Linked DNA regions of Sus scrofa: all the other regions are linked to region 4. The links are chromatin contacts, called in public HiChIP or PLAC-seq and promoter capture Hi-C maps. All regions are on one chromosome and are shown on one strand. The core of a region is the stretch at or near the end of the contact, and the rest is flanking DNA. Distances in the headings are between cores, read along the strand shown.

The links. Promoter capture Hi-C pulls out the DNA fragments that hold promoters and counts their contacts. HiChIP or PLAC-seq counts read pairs in DNA pulled down with a chosen protein or histone mark.
Region 1: a contact with region 4 is called in a promoter capture Hi-C map of fetal liver, with 4 times the contacts expected there. The contact joins the promoter of TXNDC15 here to the promoter of SKP1 in region 4. A contact is called at or near these places in 2 of 5 promoter capture datasets (fetal liver and liver) and 1 of 2 datasets of contacts at active chromatin or transcription factors (alveolar macrophages).
Region 2: a contact with region 4 is called in an H3K27ac HiChIP or PLAC-seq map of alveolar macrophages. The contact joins the promoter of C2H5orf24 here to the promoter of SKP1 in region 4. A contact is called at or near these places in 1 of 5 promoter capture datasets (liver), 1 of 47 Hi-C or Micro-C datasets (alveolar macrophages) and 1 of 2 datasets of contacts at active chromatin or transcription factors (alveolar macrophages).
Region 3: an H3K27ac HiChIP or PLAC-seq map of skeletal muscle shows a contact between it and region 4, with 7 times the contacts expected there. The contact joins the promoter of PCBD2 here to the promoter of SKP1 in region 4. A contact is called at or near these places in 2 of 2 datasets of contacts at active chromatin or transcription factors (alveolar macrophages and skeletal muscle).

What each region holds. Positions count from the first base shown.
Region 1 is chr2:137,059,339-137,062,995 of Sscrofa11.1, reverse strand. TXNDC15 (thioredoxin domain containing 15) reads right to left here and starts at 2,008. Exons shown (of 5, transcript NM_001243618.1): 1 at 1,861-2,008. The coding sequence starts at 1,927. LOC102164851 (a long non-coding RNA gene) reads left to right here and starts at 2,490. Exons shown (of 2, transcript XR_002341915.1): 1 at 2,490-2,625; 2 at 3,288-3,513.
Region 2 is chr2:137,036,131-137,039,364 of Sscrofa11.1, reverse strand. C2H5orf24 (UPF0461 protein C5orf24 homolog) reads right to left here and starts at 1,394. Exons shown (of 2, transcript XM_005655017.3): 1 at 1,071-1,394.
Region 3 is chr2:137,081,297-137,084,923 of Sscrofa11.1, reverse strand. It overlaps PCBD2 (pterin-4-alpha-carbinolamine dehydratase 2), which reads right to left and starts at 2,004. Exons shown (of 4, transcript XM_021084778.1): 1 at 1,865-2,004. The coding sequence starts at 1,948.
Region 4 is chr2:136,474,931-136,478,132 of Sscrofa11.1, reverse strand. SKP1 (S-phase kinase-associated protein 1) reads left to right here and starts at 1,769. Exons shown (of 6, transcript XM_021084761.1): 1 at 1,769-2,224.

The sequences.
Region 1 (3,657 bases), core at 759-3,258, 580 kb before region 4:
ATGAGGTTTCAGGTTCAATGCCTGGCCTGGCTCAGTTGGGGATCCAGCATTGCCATAAGCTGTGGTATTGGTCAAAGATGCAGCTCAGATCTGGTGTTGCTGTGGCTGTGGTATAGGCCGGTGGCTGTAGGTCCGATTAGACTCCTAGCCTGGGAACTTCCATATGCCACGGGTGCAGCCCTAAAAAGCAAAAAAGAAAAAAAAAAAGAAAGAACGAAAAAAAAAAAGAGGAGTTCCTGTCATGGCTCAGTGGTAATGAACCCAACTAGTATCCATGAGGTTGCAGGTTCGATCCCTGGCCTCATTCAGCGGGTCAGGGATCTAGCATTGTCTAGCATTGCCATGAGCTGTGGTGTAGGTCGAAGATGCAGCTCACATCCTGCATTGCTGTGGCTGTGGTGTAGGCTGGCAGCTGCAGCCCCAATTGGACCCCTAGCCTGGGAACCTCCTTATGCCTTGGGTGTGGGCCCCAAATAGAAAAACAAACAAACAAATAAAAAACATATCCATGAGGACTCGGGTTCAATTCCTGGCCTTGCTCAGTGGATTAAGGATCCTGCGTTGCTATGGTTGTGGTGTAGGCCATCAGCTGCAGCTCTGATTCAAGGGCAGCCTAGCCTGGGAATTTTCACATGTCACAGGTGCAGCCCTAAAAAGACAACCCCCCCCCACACACACACACAAAAATCAAATAAGATGATGCTAAAAAGGCACTAAGCACACTGCCCGGCACATAGTGAGTCCTTTCATTACTTTTTTTTTTTTTTGGCTATTTCTTGGGTCGCTGCTGCAGCATATGAAGGTTCCCAGGCTAGGGGTGCAATCGAACTGTAGCCACCAGCCTACGCCAGAGCCACAGCCACACGGGATACGAGCCGCATCTTCGACCTACACCATAGGTGACAGCAAGGCCAGATCCTTAACCCACTGAGCAAGGCCAGGGATGGAACCCAAAACCTCATGGTTCCTAGTCGGATTCGTTAACCACTGAGCCACGACAGGAACTCCCCTTTCATTCCTTTTCAGTACTCAGCAAGCTGGCCGCTGGGCCTCTTTCTAGGACACCACAGGGAAAGTCAAGACCTGCCTACTCCTGTGAAGTTGTGAATGACAAGCAAGGCCAAAAGGGTCTGGACTTGAACAGGGGGACTGTGAGGAGTGGAGTGAAGGAGGCTGAGAGTAAGCCGTGCCTCCAGGTGGCTGCCTTCCCCAAGGTGAAAGCAGGTCTGGGAGCACCGGGCTGCCCTGGGAGTCTCCTGTCCTTTTCTCATCTATCCTTCACACAGGCACCTGAGCAAAAGCGGCCTTCTCAATAAAGCGGTCCAGCAGGGTGCACAGTACAGTGGGGGCTTTGCAGTCCAAAGCCAGTCTCTGCCCATTGCCAGAAGGGCAAACATCGACAGATGACTTAGTCTCTCTTGGCTCAGCATCTTCATCTGTAAGGGTCGGTGGGAGGACGAAATGAGATCGTGGTGGAAAGCACTGCGCACAGTTCCTGGCTCCTAATAAAGCCACCATTCATGTCGCTTTCATTATGACGACTATCATTAATAATAAAGTGCTCGCTCAGCACATGAGGTTCCGCCTTGGTAAGCACTTCATTCCCGACTGACAGCCACCTGCTCAGGGGCCTAAACACGTCCCGGGCATCTCGCCCCGCCGCCCCCCACGCCAGACCTGGAGCGGGGACCACCGGGAAAGAGGTCTGGACGACGCGGGGAGAGGCGCTCCGGTGGGCGCCTGGGAGAGGCCAAGCGCGCAGAGCAGGCCTTCGCGCAGGTGAAAGAGCATTGCCGGGGGAGCCCGCCGCCTCCCCGGGCATTTCGCACACAGCCGCCGGCGCCCCCAGCCCGCACTCACCTTCCTGGCCGCGGGCCGGAGGCCCCAGCACCCATAGGAGTACCTGCCACCAGCCAAGGAGTCGCATGGTGCGGGGCGGGCGGCGGCCGCACCACCCAGGCCGAAGGGCAAACGGCGCACGGCCGCGCGAGGCGCGCTCTCCGCCGCAGGAAGGCAGGGGGAGGAGAGCCCGGGAGCGCGGGCGCGGCCCCGCGCCGCCATCCTGGCCGCTGGCAGCCTCCTCCGCGGGCGCCATCTTGGAGTCGGGCGGCCGCCTCTGGCCTCTGGCCTGCGCCGTGGGGCCCCGGGCCGTTTAGGAGCCAATCGCCAGCCGTCTCGGATCTTTTCGGTTTCCGGGCCCCCAAGTCCTGGGCGAGCTTCCACGAAAGCCCATTACCTTCTTTCTTCACACGGCAGTGGGGGCCTTGGCGCTTCGTTCCCCGGCCGGAAAGCCCCAGAGGCTTCTTCCTCGAGTGCCCCATCGAGGGTCAGTTCGCCGCGTCGCCTGCCTTACGTGTGCTACCCTTTAAAAGTTCCCAGGTGAAACACGGGATGCCCAGTTAAATGTGAATTTCCCATAAACACATAACATGTAATGTTCCCTTTGTATTTTGGCTGTTTGGACAGAGGCACTTACACATGTTAGAATTGTTGTCTTTCAGTAAATGCTATAGATAGAGCCTCTGAGGACAACTCAATAAATCCAGCCAACAGGATAGAATGCACATTTGACTGTCTCGCCACCAGGTGGCACATGCACTTATTTTCAGTGAGGAATGCCTTCAGGTTTGAAACTGATTTTATTTTCGTTTCTGGGGAGGTTGGGGGAGAAAGTTGGCATCCTGCTCTTTCTTTGCCTGAAGTGAATTCTGTGCACCAACAGCATAGGCCTGGGGATTTTCCAGACAAGAACGTGACAATAATTGGAATTGTTATGCACAGCTACACACTTGTACTAAGGCTGTTTTGTCCGCCTTGATAAGGTTTGCCTAGATTTTTTAAATCTGATGAGTCATGAGAACCTCTTTCTCTCTCTCCCTCATCAACAAAGTATTTACTTCATTCAGATCACCGTGGCAAAGTGTATTTGACAATGACTTCCATGCCACAATAATATTCGCCATCCCACATGCTCTTGTGCAAAGTAATTTTGCCACTGCCCCATCAGTAGATAGAACCTAATTCCCCTCCCCCTGAATCTGAGTGGGCCTGTGATTGACATATAACCAACAGAATGTAGCCGTATATGAAATGATCCTCTATGGCTTCTGAGGCTACACAGCCCTATCCTTTATTGCTGGGAGGCTTGCACACGTGTATTGACCGACACAGTAAGTAGAAGGATGTCCTGAGGTTGCTATGCTCTGCGGAAGTTCGAACTTGCTTGCAAAGAAATGCCGGAAACTACAGGCTCATCACCAGCTGATCTCAACCCTATTCTGTTCCAGCTTCAGCCACCACTGGACTGCTACTGCCTGAGAGACCAGAGCCAGAAATGCCCAGCTTGAGCTCTTTCCAAATTCCTGATCCACAGAAACAGAGATTGAAAAATTATCATTTTATGTCACTAAGTTTGGGGTGATTTTTAAAATGGATAGCTGGCTCATGTTAGTTTGTAATGAAATACCTTCAATCTGAAGAGAATAATGAATAAATCGATATTTTGGGCATGTATTCATGTAGTTATTCTTCCAAGCTCCTTTCCTGTCTGTATCATTTTGATGGGCTTAAGATGACCCAATGTAGTCATTATTATTTCATCAGTACTGGATAGTCTTTGCAGTTAGAACAAAAGGAGATTAAACTGAGTTTCTTCAA
Region 2 (3,234 bases), core at 145-2,644, 560 kb before region 4:
ATTAAATTAGAATTCTTAAAGCATATGCTAAAATTTGCCATCCCTGAAGCTGTTTAACTGTGTTTACTTCCTTTTAGTCAGCTCTTCTCTATGAAATAATTCCTTTCCCATCTCGTGAATGTGGAGGCATTACTGCCAACATAGAGAACGCTTTAACTATTTTTAGTAACTTCACAAAGCATTCATTTTTAGGCATCGAGAGATTCTTCCTTTCCTGAAGCCCAAGATCTGCTCTCTTCCAAAGAGCAAACAACACATAATTGTCAGACGTTTATCTCAGGTCATTCTGGCTTGTAACGACTAAAGAGAATCACAACACGATTTTATAATTCTAAGTGAAAGTCCATTTGTGATCGACCTCAATCAGAAAGTCTGTTCAGCAAAAGCTAAAACAAAAGCCAGTCGTTACGCCTCCTGGCCCACCCCGGAAAGTTTTGATACTAGGTCAGAACATAAATAACGGCTTTCTTTGTCTTCTTTCAACTCCTTAATTGTGCCCCACGGCGCCGTTTCCCCGGCGCTGGAATCCTTACTTGACTTGAGGCGTCTAGAAATGTATTACCTGTCGTTAGCCGACAGCGTTTGCTGATGTATTAACAATGACAACTTTGCAGGAGATACACACCCACCCTACAGAAGGAGCTGTGCGCCCTCCGATAATCAAAACTGATAGCCTACTGTCCATGCACTCGGAGTTGTGCAAGCTGTACAAGTCCACCGCTCCATCTAGACTCCATCTCGAAGCCCACAGGCATTAATTTAAAGTGGTGGAGGGTGACTGCCGATTTCTCTCTCTCAAAGAGAAGAAAAGAAGCCGTGACCCCTCCCCCAGCCACAGGAGGCATTTCCCCCCAATAATGGCTCCAAGCCCGGGGAAGAGCAGGCACGGCCGGGGCCCCTCCTCTCGCTCCCGGCTAGGCCAGAGCCCCTCCTCGGGCGCAGGTCGGCGATCTCTCTCTCTCCAGCCCGCAAGGCCCCCCGTTTCCGTCCCTTCCGTGCGGTCTCCACGAGCTCCCGCGGCCCGTACTCTGCTTCCGGCCAGTCTGACAAAACCCCGCGAGCCCACCTACCTCAGCCGCTAGTAGCCCGGCCCCTCAGCGCGTCCAGGGGCTGCCCATCGGCTGGGATCCTCACGCTGGCACCGCTCCCCTCCCAGCCCGGCGCCTCTGCACTGCACGGAGAGCCCAAGAGAGAAGGACAGGCAGCGAGGGCGGCAGCGGCGGCGACGCCGACCCTGATCCCCGGCTCAGACCTCAACCACTGCTCACGGTCCTTCTCGGGACCGAGGAGGAAGAGGCCGCTACAGCCCCGTACGGCGAGGAGCGGCGTGCGCGAGCTCGCGAGGACCGCGCACGCACACGCACACGCGCATCGCGAGACCCAATCTCCCGCCCGACGGCCAGCGCGCAAGCTTGGGAGAGTGGGACAGGGAGCCTGGCTGCGCTTGCGCTGCGTGGGGACGGGCGGGAGGCGGGGCTTAGGCCCGAGCTGCTCGGGTTCTGGGGCAGGTTGGGGGCCACAGAGGGTATGATTTACTGATGTGAATTTTGACTCCAGTTTTGTGACGCTGTAACTACTGCTGACCCCGTTTTTCAGATTACAGGACTAATAAATGATGGAGTCAGGATTTGAACCCAGCATTTCTGCTGTAGAAACTGCTTTTAATTGCTGTTGGCAAAAAGATTTAATAATGCCTTACTGTGCTGAGTGCTGCCCAAAGTATATTAAAAGGACTCAGCTGCTGCACTTTACTTACTTATGGGGGGTGTGTGTGAAACCTCCACTTGTAAATAAAATGGGCGATATTCAAATATGAGGTGTTTGGACCCTCAGTCCTAGGATCATGTGATAATGAAAAACCTCATTTTGTGAGGCTAATTTTTTCAATTCAAACAATTTTTATGACCATGACCACCTCTGAATTACCATAGTCCTCCCACCATTGCAGAAAGGGATGGGACAAGCAGTATGCCTACAAAATCCCCCTATATGTAGCTACTGAGAGGTTTCTGGCATATCGGTCACCCCAAAAAAGCCACTCATTAGAAGGGATTAGTTTCCCCAGTTCTTCCTGCGGTGAATTCGAAGATGTCAGAAAGGTGAGGATCCAGAATTAGGAAGACTGCTGAGAGGAAGATACTTCTTTGACAGCATGAAGAGGATCAAGACTGTATGAGGAAGTCATTCTTAGCACTGAATTCTACCACAGGACAGCACTTGGCCCAGTGCTGCTGCCAGTAGGAAATAAATCAGCAACTTTTCTGGGTGAATACACAAGCCAGGACGCAGACCAAACACAGTACATAGAAAGGAAAGCTCATTCTGGCAGGGTTTCATAGCATGATTCTAATTACTCCTATATGATACTAGAACACAGGACTGATTGTACTAGTATTATCCATATATAAAAGAATACCAGGGAGTTCCCATTGTGGCTGAGAGGGTTAAGAACCTGACATCGTGTCTGTGAGGATGAGGGTTCAACCCATGGCCTTGCTGCAGTGAATGTCACAGATGTGGTTCAGAACCGGTGTGGCTGTGGTGTAGGCTGGCAGCTGAAGCTCAGATTCAACCACTAGCCCAAGGAACTTTCATATGCCGCAGGTGTGGCCATAAAAAGAAAAAAAATATATATATAGGAGTTCCTGTTATGGCTCAGTGGTTAACGAACCCAACTAGTATCCATGAGGACTTGGGTTCAATCCCTGGCCTCACTCAGTGGGTTAAGGATCTGGCATTGCCGTGAGCTGTGCTGTAGGTTGCAGACATGCTCAGATCCTGCATTACTGTGGCTGTGGTGTAGGCCAGCAGTTACAGCTCCAATTGGTCCCTAGCCTGGGAACCTCCATATGCCTTGGATGTAGCCCAAAAAAAACAAAAAAGAAAAAAAAGTATAATTTTTTAAAGGAAAATACCAATATAGAAAACAGCTAAAATGTACACAGATTTGAGGTCATAGTAAGTAGCCTTCCAAAAACTTTTTAAAAACAAATTTTCTCTAAACAAGTTTAATTTTTCCTCTTTTTTTTTTTTTCCCCCTGCCACCCTGTGGCATACGCTAGATCTTCTAACCTACTGTGCCAGGCCAGGGATCCAGCCCGCATTCTGGTGCTGCAGGGATGCCATGGATCCCATGGCACCAGAGCAGTAATCCCATCATTGCAGTGAAATGAGAGAATGCACTGCTGTGCTGCCATACCACATCATGACTAGTCCAAATCCACAACCTTAAAC
Region 3 (3,627 bases), core at 755-3,254, 610 kb before region 4:
ATGATCCCAACATTGCCAATCAACTAAACGTCCACGAAACTCCAAAAAAAGGGAAAAAATACACTATTCAGAACCAAAGTATTCATTAGTTTCACAGCAATAGCTCTGAAAATTTTCACACGCAGACCCCCTCTAGGAAATAATCTAAAATTGTAACTGAATATTTAAATATTTTAGGTCAATGCAGAGTCGTTTTGGAAAAGAAAGGGAATTATTATTGAATAGCTGCAAAAGAAAACTCTCAACCATGCTGTGGGTAACGCAGCAGTCGCCTGGGGTCTGCGGAGCCCACCCTGAGCCGATTTTTTCTGCTCGCTCCACCACCCACAGCCCAGTGAGGTCGGTGACATGCACTCTGCGCTCACCACAGCCACAGGGATCAGGTCTGGGGCTGAAATGGAGTCATGTCACCTACGTAACACAAACGGTTCTCTTGGGGACATACCCTCTGTAGAACCCTTTGCGGTGGACTTGAATTTTTTTTCCCCCTTTGGGAGGGATGGAGAAAGCACAGGATCTGAAGAGTAATCTTTTTCTTTTCTTTTTTTTTTTTTTTAAGGGCCGCACCCAAGGCATATGGAGGTTCCCAGGCTAGGGGTCAAATGGGAGCTATAGCCGCCAGCCTACACCACAGCCACAGCAATGCCAGATCCGAGCCACGTCTTTGACCTACACCACAGTTCACAGCAAAGCCAGATCCTTACCCACTGAGGAGGTGAGGGATCCCACCTGCCTCCTCGTGGATACTAGTCAGATTCGTTTCCTTTGAGCCAAACTGGAACTCCTGGAGAGTCATCTTGATTCGAAATCTAGCTTTGTTACTTCCAGCTGTGGGTGCTGAATAAATCACTTCGCCTCTCTGATGAGCAGCGCTCTACAGTGGGGATATTACCACAGCCACCTGCCAAAATTCCTGAAAGGCTTAAAAGAGCTCTTGAGTGTGAAGGCACCCAACAGAGAGCCCGGCACGTGGCAACCACTCCAATCCCGTCCGTTTATTCATTCCTCTCCAAACCCCACAGTTTTACTGGATCACCAAGCACCCTAGGTAGAGGCATGCCTTGGGACACGCCTAGGTGACAGTGAGCACTCCACCTGCGTCCTCGCCTTAGTGGCCAAGAAGCAGAGTGCCCATCTTTCCCATCATCGAGTTATTTTTAATTTCTTCTATTAAAGGATTTCAAACTGCCAAATGGGCCCCCACAAGCAATTAAAGAAAATGAAAAGGTGAGTTTCACGCAACTTTTTCCCACTAGGTGGTGCTGCAAGTTAAAACTTTCCCTCCAGTTAATTTACCCCCCAATCTGTTAATTTCCAAAGCAGGGAAACTGACAGGATGCCCCTCAGAAAAGGAATTAAGAGGCAATGTGCCACCAAAAAGGTAATTCAATAGTAATTCCTTTAAAAAAAATTAACACCAAGAGAAATGAATTCGTTCCACATTCAGTCCCGCTGTTTACAGCGAGCGAGCCGAGAGCGAGACGGCGCCCGCTCTCTCCGAGCGCACAGTCTAGAGGACCGAACGGCAACTGGAGTCTCATCAAGAAACCCTAATGGTGAAATACTTTCGCAACTGCTTTTCATGTTTACTTTTTTCTTTTCTAATGAAAGTCGGCCTCGGTTGTTTTCCGGTTGGCAATTTGGTAGACGACGACGGGATTTTTAAGCCAAAGGAAAACTAAGATGCTGCGGCCACCCATGTCTCGGACCAGCGCTTCCGACCGTGCCGGGTACCCGAATGTGACTCCCCAAAGTCCGAGCCCGAAGGCCGGGCCCGCTTCGGGGTCGGCTCGGGTCCCTCCGCCCCTCGGCCGGCACGGCGGCGCCTCGCCCTCCCGCGACCCCGCGGGCTCTCCGCACTCACCATAGCTGCGAGGCTCTGGCGTCGACCCCGCAGCGCCGCGAACCAGCCCCGCGTCGCCCCGCGCACCCCCAGCGCAGCCGCCATAGCCTCCGGCCCAGGGCTGCCCGGCGCGCTGCCTGCCCGCCGCCCCGGCCGCCGCTCCGCGGGCCGGCCCGGAGCCAGGAGCCGCGGGGGCAGCTCCCGCCCAGCCCGGCCCCGCCGCGCAGGCCCAGGCGCGGTCCGGCCCCGGAAGGCCCCCGGAAGCTTCGATGGCCGGCAGCTCTGCCGGCAGCCGGGAGGGCGCGGGGCCGCAGGCCCCCGCAGGCCCCCGCAGCCCCGGGCGCTGTCAGACCCCGCTCCGCTGGCCTTTCGAGTCGTGCCCAGGTGCCGCGTTTCCTGCCTGTGCCGGGGAGGCAGGCGGGCTGGCGCTGAGCGTGCACTGCACGTTCTCTGTCTTCGGCGTCTGGGGCTGGGGGTGTCGCAGCCTCGCTGACGGCCTGACTGCCCTGGGCTCCTTCTGGGCGATGGAGCGAACAGATGGCGCGGGCAGGAGGATGGCGCAGGCAGGGGCAGAGGAGCTGTGGGGTGGGCGGGGTAAGGGGTTCTGGGGGACCGCTCCACTCTGTTCGCAGTTGGGGAGCAGTGAACCCTAGTGATCCAGGTCGGGCCCTTATAAGTCAGGGAGCTGCAGGTTCGAATGTAAGCTCTGCTCTGTCACTATTTCGTTGCCAAGATCCTGGGCACACTGGCCCATCTGTCTGTCCGGATGAAATACTTGGGAAAGTCAGGCTCAAGGTGCTCTGTAAAGGGCTGCAGGCGCACAGTGCACGGTAGAGACGCCGGAGATACACGTGGATAGACTTTTTTATATCTTTTTTCTTTTTACAAACTAGGTATTCTTTTACATGTGTATTAGTATCTTAATTCTCTTATCATTCCTTTTTTTTTTTTTTTTTTTTTTTTTTGCCTTTTTCCTTGCGATGTAAATCACTTGCCGTAAGGTTCACCCTCTAAAATGTACAATTCGGGAGTTCTTCTCCTGCCTCAGGTGTAACTAACCCAACTGGTATCCATGAGGATGAGGACTCGGGTTTGATCCCTGACCTCTCCTGGCCAGCGGGTGAAGGATCTGGGATTGCTGTGAGCTGTGGTGTAGGTGACACATGGGTCTCAGATCCCACAGTACTGTGGCTGTGGTGTAGGCTGGGAGTTACAGCTCCTACTGGACCCCTAGCCTGGGAACTCGCATGTGCCACAGGTGCGGCCCTAAAAAATAAATAAAATGTACAATTCAGTGGTTTTCAGTATACTCACTTGTAACTTCTTTTTAACTAGTTTTTTTTTTAACCTAAAATAATCTGAAATACGGACTTATGACCTAATCCCTCTTCTTCCCTTTTTGGCCACTTGATGAAAACACAACAGAGGAATCTTTCTACAGACCGTAATCAAATGTCACTGGTCTCGAGGGTCTGAGACATTTGGGTTTCCTTTGCCTGATGCCTCACACTGGGAGTTTAGGAGCATGAAAAATGCCTTACAAACTTGCTTATTACAGTGAAAACTGAAAAATGACCTGGTAATTGTGAAGTAACAAGAGACCCCCCTCATCAGTTTCCTTCCCTGACACCCCTGTATGAAACTGTGGCATCTAAGATCTGTCCTGAGAGCAGCAGCAGGATGCTACTCAGGGCCCTGGCGGAGTGACACCCACCGAGAGGGGCTGTGAATGCTCTGTCCTCAGATTTAAGTCCTAGCAAAGACTGACTGGGCACATCCTCTGT
Region 4 (3,202 bases), core at 520-3,019:
TGAGCAAGGCCAGGGATAAAACCCGCAACCTCATGGTTTCTAGTCGGATTTGTTAACCACCAAGCCACGACGGGAACTCCTGAAATCTGCATTTTAAAAACTAGAATCCTGGCAGTTCCCGTTGTGGCTCAGCAGGTTAAGAGCATGACTAGTATCCATGAGGATGCCCGTTTGATCCCTGGTCTCACTCAGTGGGTTAAGGATTCAGCACTGCAGCAAGTTGCAGCATAGGTTGCAGACGCAGCTCTGATCCAATACTTCTGTGGCTGTGCCGAAGGCCTCAGCTGTATCTCATATTCAACCCCTAGCCTGGGAACTTCCATATGCTGCAGGTGTAGCCATTAAAAGAAAAAGCAGCCAAAAAAAGCCACCCAAGAATATCTCGGTGATTCTAATATTAGGGGCCCCCAGACATTTTGGAAAAAACATACACCTTCCTAATGCCAGGCCCTGTGCCAGATCCTCCAGCTAGACGTGTAATCTGGCACTGCCCAGTCCTGCTTAGGATGCTCAACTAGGCTACAAGGTGGCCCTTATATGCCACAGGCAGGGGAGCAAAGGGGATCTAGTGGGCCTTAACTAAGAGACCAGAAGCTGGAGCTGCTTAGGGCAGGGCAGGCTTGTGGAGAAAAAGTCTGAGAGCTGTAGGTCCTTTCATCTTCCCGACATCAGCTGTGGCACCTGGCAGACACTGGATACCACAGCTTGGAGACAAAGACCTGGTAACCCAAGGAGCTGCTTGGTCTCCCTGCCCAGTCCCATCTCAGAAGAGCTGCAGGCTTCTGATTTCTTTAGGGGGCCCTGTGTGGAAGTGTCCTTTGTCTCCTTGGCGTCAGGAATACCATCACGTGCCTGCTGGTTAGGTGAGCCTGGCGCCTTAGTCTCCTCCAGAGGGGTGGCATTGTTCTCTAAACAGAGCAGGGTAGAGCAGGTCAAAGTCCCTGACTGGAGAGGGTGGGAGTGGGAATTTGCAGACTAACCCCTTTCCCTTGAGGGTTGGTTTCATCTTAGGGACCCTAACACAGCCTTTAGGGAGCATCCCACACAAGGGCTCTCTGCAGGCTGGACTCTGGCTGCCTCGTTCGCTGCCGAATTCCTAGCACCCATCACCTCGCCCTCCCCCCACCCAATACACTTTTGCTAACTTGGGGTTTCCCTGAAACAGTGGTTACTTTGGATTGGAGGCCTCTTCAGAAGTCGATAGGAAATCAGAGTTGAGAGTATCAAACAATCCTTGCTCTGCCACTGAACCGTTTTGAACCTGTTCCCTCACAAGTCAAAGAGAAAAGGGTAATGGTATTTCTTCTTCTTTTTTTTTTTTTGTCTTTTTGTCTTTCTAGGGCCGCACCCAAGGCATACGGAGGTTCCCTGGCTAGGGGTCGAATCGGAGCTGTAGCCACCGGCCTACACCAGAGCCACAACGTGGGATCCGAGTCGCGACTGTGACCTACACCACAGCTCATGGCCACTCCAAATCCTTAACCCACTGAGCGAGGCCAGGGATCGAACCCGAAACCTCATGGTTTCTAGTCGGATTCGTTAACCACTGAGCCACGAGGGGAACTCCTGATATTTCTTCTTATGCATTATTGTGGAGAGTGAGCTAACTCATGTAGGGTTCAGGGGAGGACACTGAGGCCCTGAGCAAAATCTCACAGCGCTGGCTGCAAAGATCAGCGCCCTTTCTTTCTCAGAGTCCCAGTTTCCCCATCATGAAAAGGAGCTGCAGCCCCTCCCAAACACCACCCCTAACACAGACGCCTCTCCCTCCCCACTCCGCCCCTCTCTCCCCGCTACTCCCCGCGCTCTCCCTCCCGGCCCCTCGCTCCAGGTTTCTAGGCTTTTCGGGACTGGGGTCTTTAATTCGACTTAGGCCAGCTCCCGCCTGAAAGACCCTTGCAGGCCGTGGAGTATCTGAGCCAGTCCCCCGTTTCCGCTTTGAGGGGAGTGAGCGCCGCTTTCGAGGGAAGGGGTGAGACTCAAGGCCCGCCGCGCCTCGCCCCGCCGGTCTGCGCCTGCCGTCAGGCGATCTCGGCGGCCAGCCCTGCCGTCTCTGTGACGTCACGGGCCCCGGGGTCCTCGGCGCCTGCGCCCGCTGCTATAAAGGCGACGCCGCGCCACTCGGTTGAAGTCGCCTTGTGCGTCGCTTTTCTGTCTCTCCGGTTGCGGACACCGCCCTTCTCTCGTCAGCCTCCGGCCCGCCATCTCCTTGAGCCCAAACACCGTGAGTACCCGCCGCCTGAGCTGAAAGGGGGCGGTGGCGCCGCAGATTGCGAGCCGCGGGCCGCCCCGCTGCGGCTTTGGCCTTGCTCGAAACGGCAGGCACCTGGGCCTGGCCTTCCCTCAGGCCCGGTGAAAGCCGTCGTCGACCCCATTCTCCCGGAGGTGCCATTCACCTCCCACACCGCCCCTCGACTTGCCGAGGCCTCTTTTAGCCGCTAGTCTTCACCGCGCCCAGGCGGGCGGGAGGGAGAAGGTGTGAGCGGAACCGGGATTGGGCCTTCTCTGCGCGGGGCGACCCTCAGCCGTCGCGGAGCAAGGCTGCAGGCCCAGGCTGCGGCCGGGGCCTCCCTCGGCGGTTGAGCCCATCGGCCCCGGGAAGCCAGGGCGAGGGTGGTGGCGGGGCTTTTAATGGACTTCTCTGGGTCGTCGTGAGCATGGGCGTTTGTCCGTTTGTTGTTCGGGTGTCCCAGAGGAAGCGTGGTAGGGTCGTCCCGCAGCTGGATTCTTGGCTCTCAGTCTTTCTCGCCCCTGTGTCTGGCGTCACTCGTCCTGGTTAACTGCGCCGGAGCCGAATTTCGGCAGAGAGCTGCCTGCTCCTTCGGAATATTTGTCGCCCATTATTTTGCCACAGCCCGCGGTTGTTGAAGCAATTGTTGGAGTAGCAGGTGCCATCGCCACAGTGGTTTGGCTTTTAGGTGCACCAACTCCGTAAACTTACTAAGAGGTTTTCGAAGGGATAGGATGTTCACCTGCTTTGGTTTGCTTTTTAATGGAGACTAAAGGTTGGAGTTTGGGCTCATGAATGTTTTCATGAGAGCGTCACAGCAGAATGTTTGTGTGTCATAGAGCAACGCAGATTTCACTTTGCCCTATAAGAAGAAGTGTCAGAACTTCGGGTCACTTAAACAGGTTTTTTTTCTTTTATGATGTTTGATAGACCCCTCCTCCTGGAGGGTGATTTAACTCAAAAGTGCCGGCG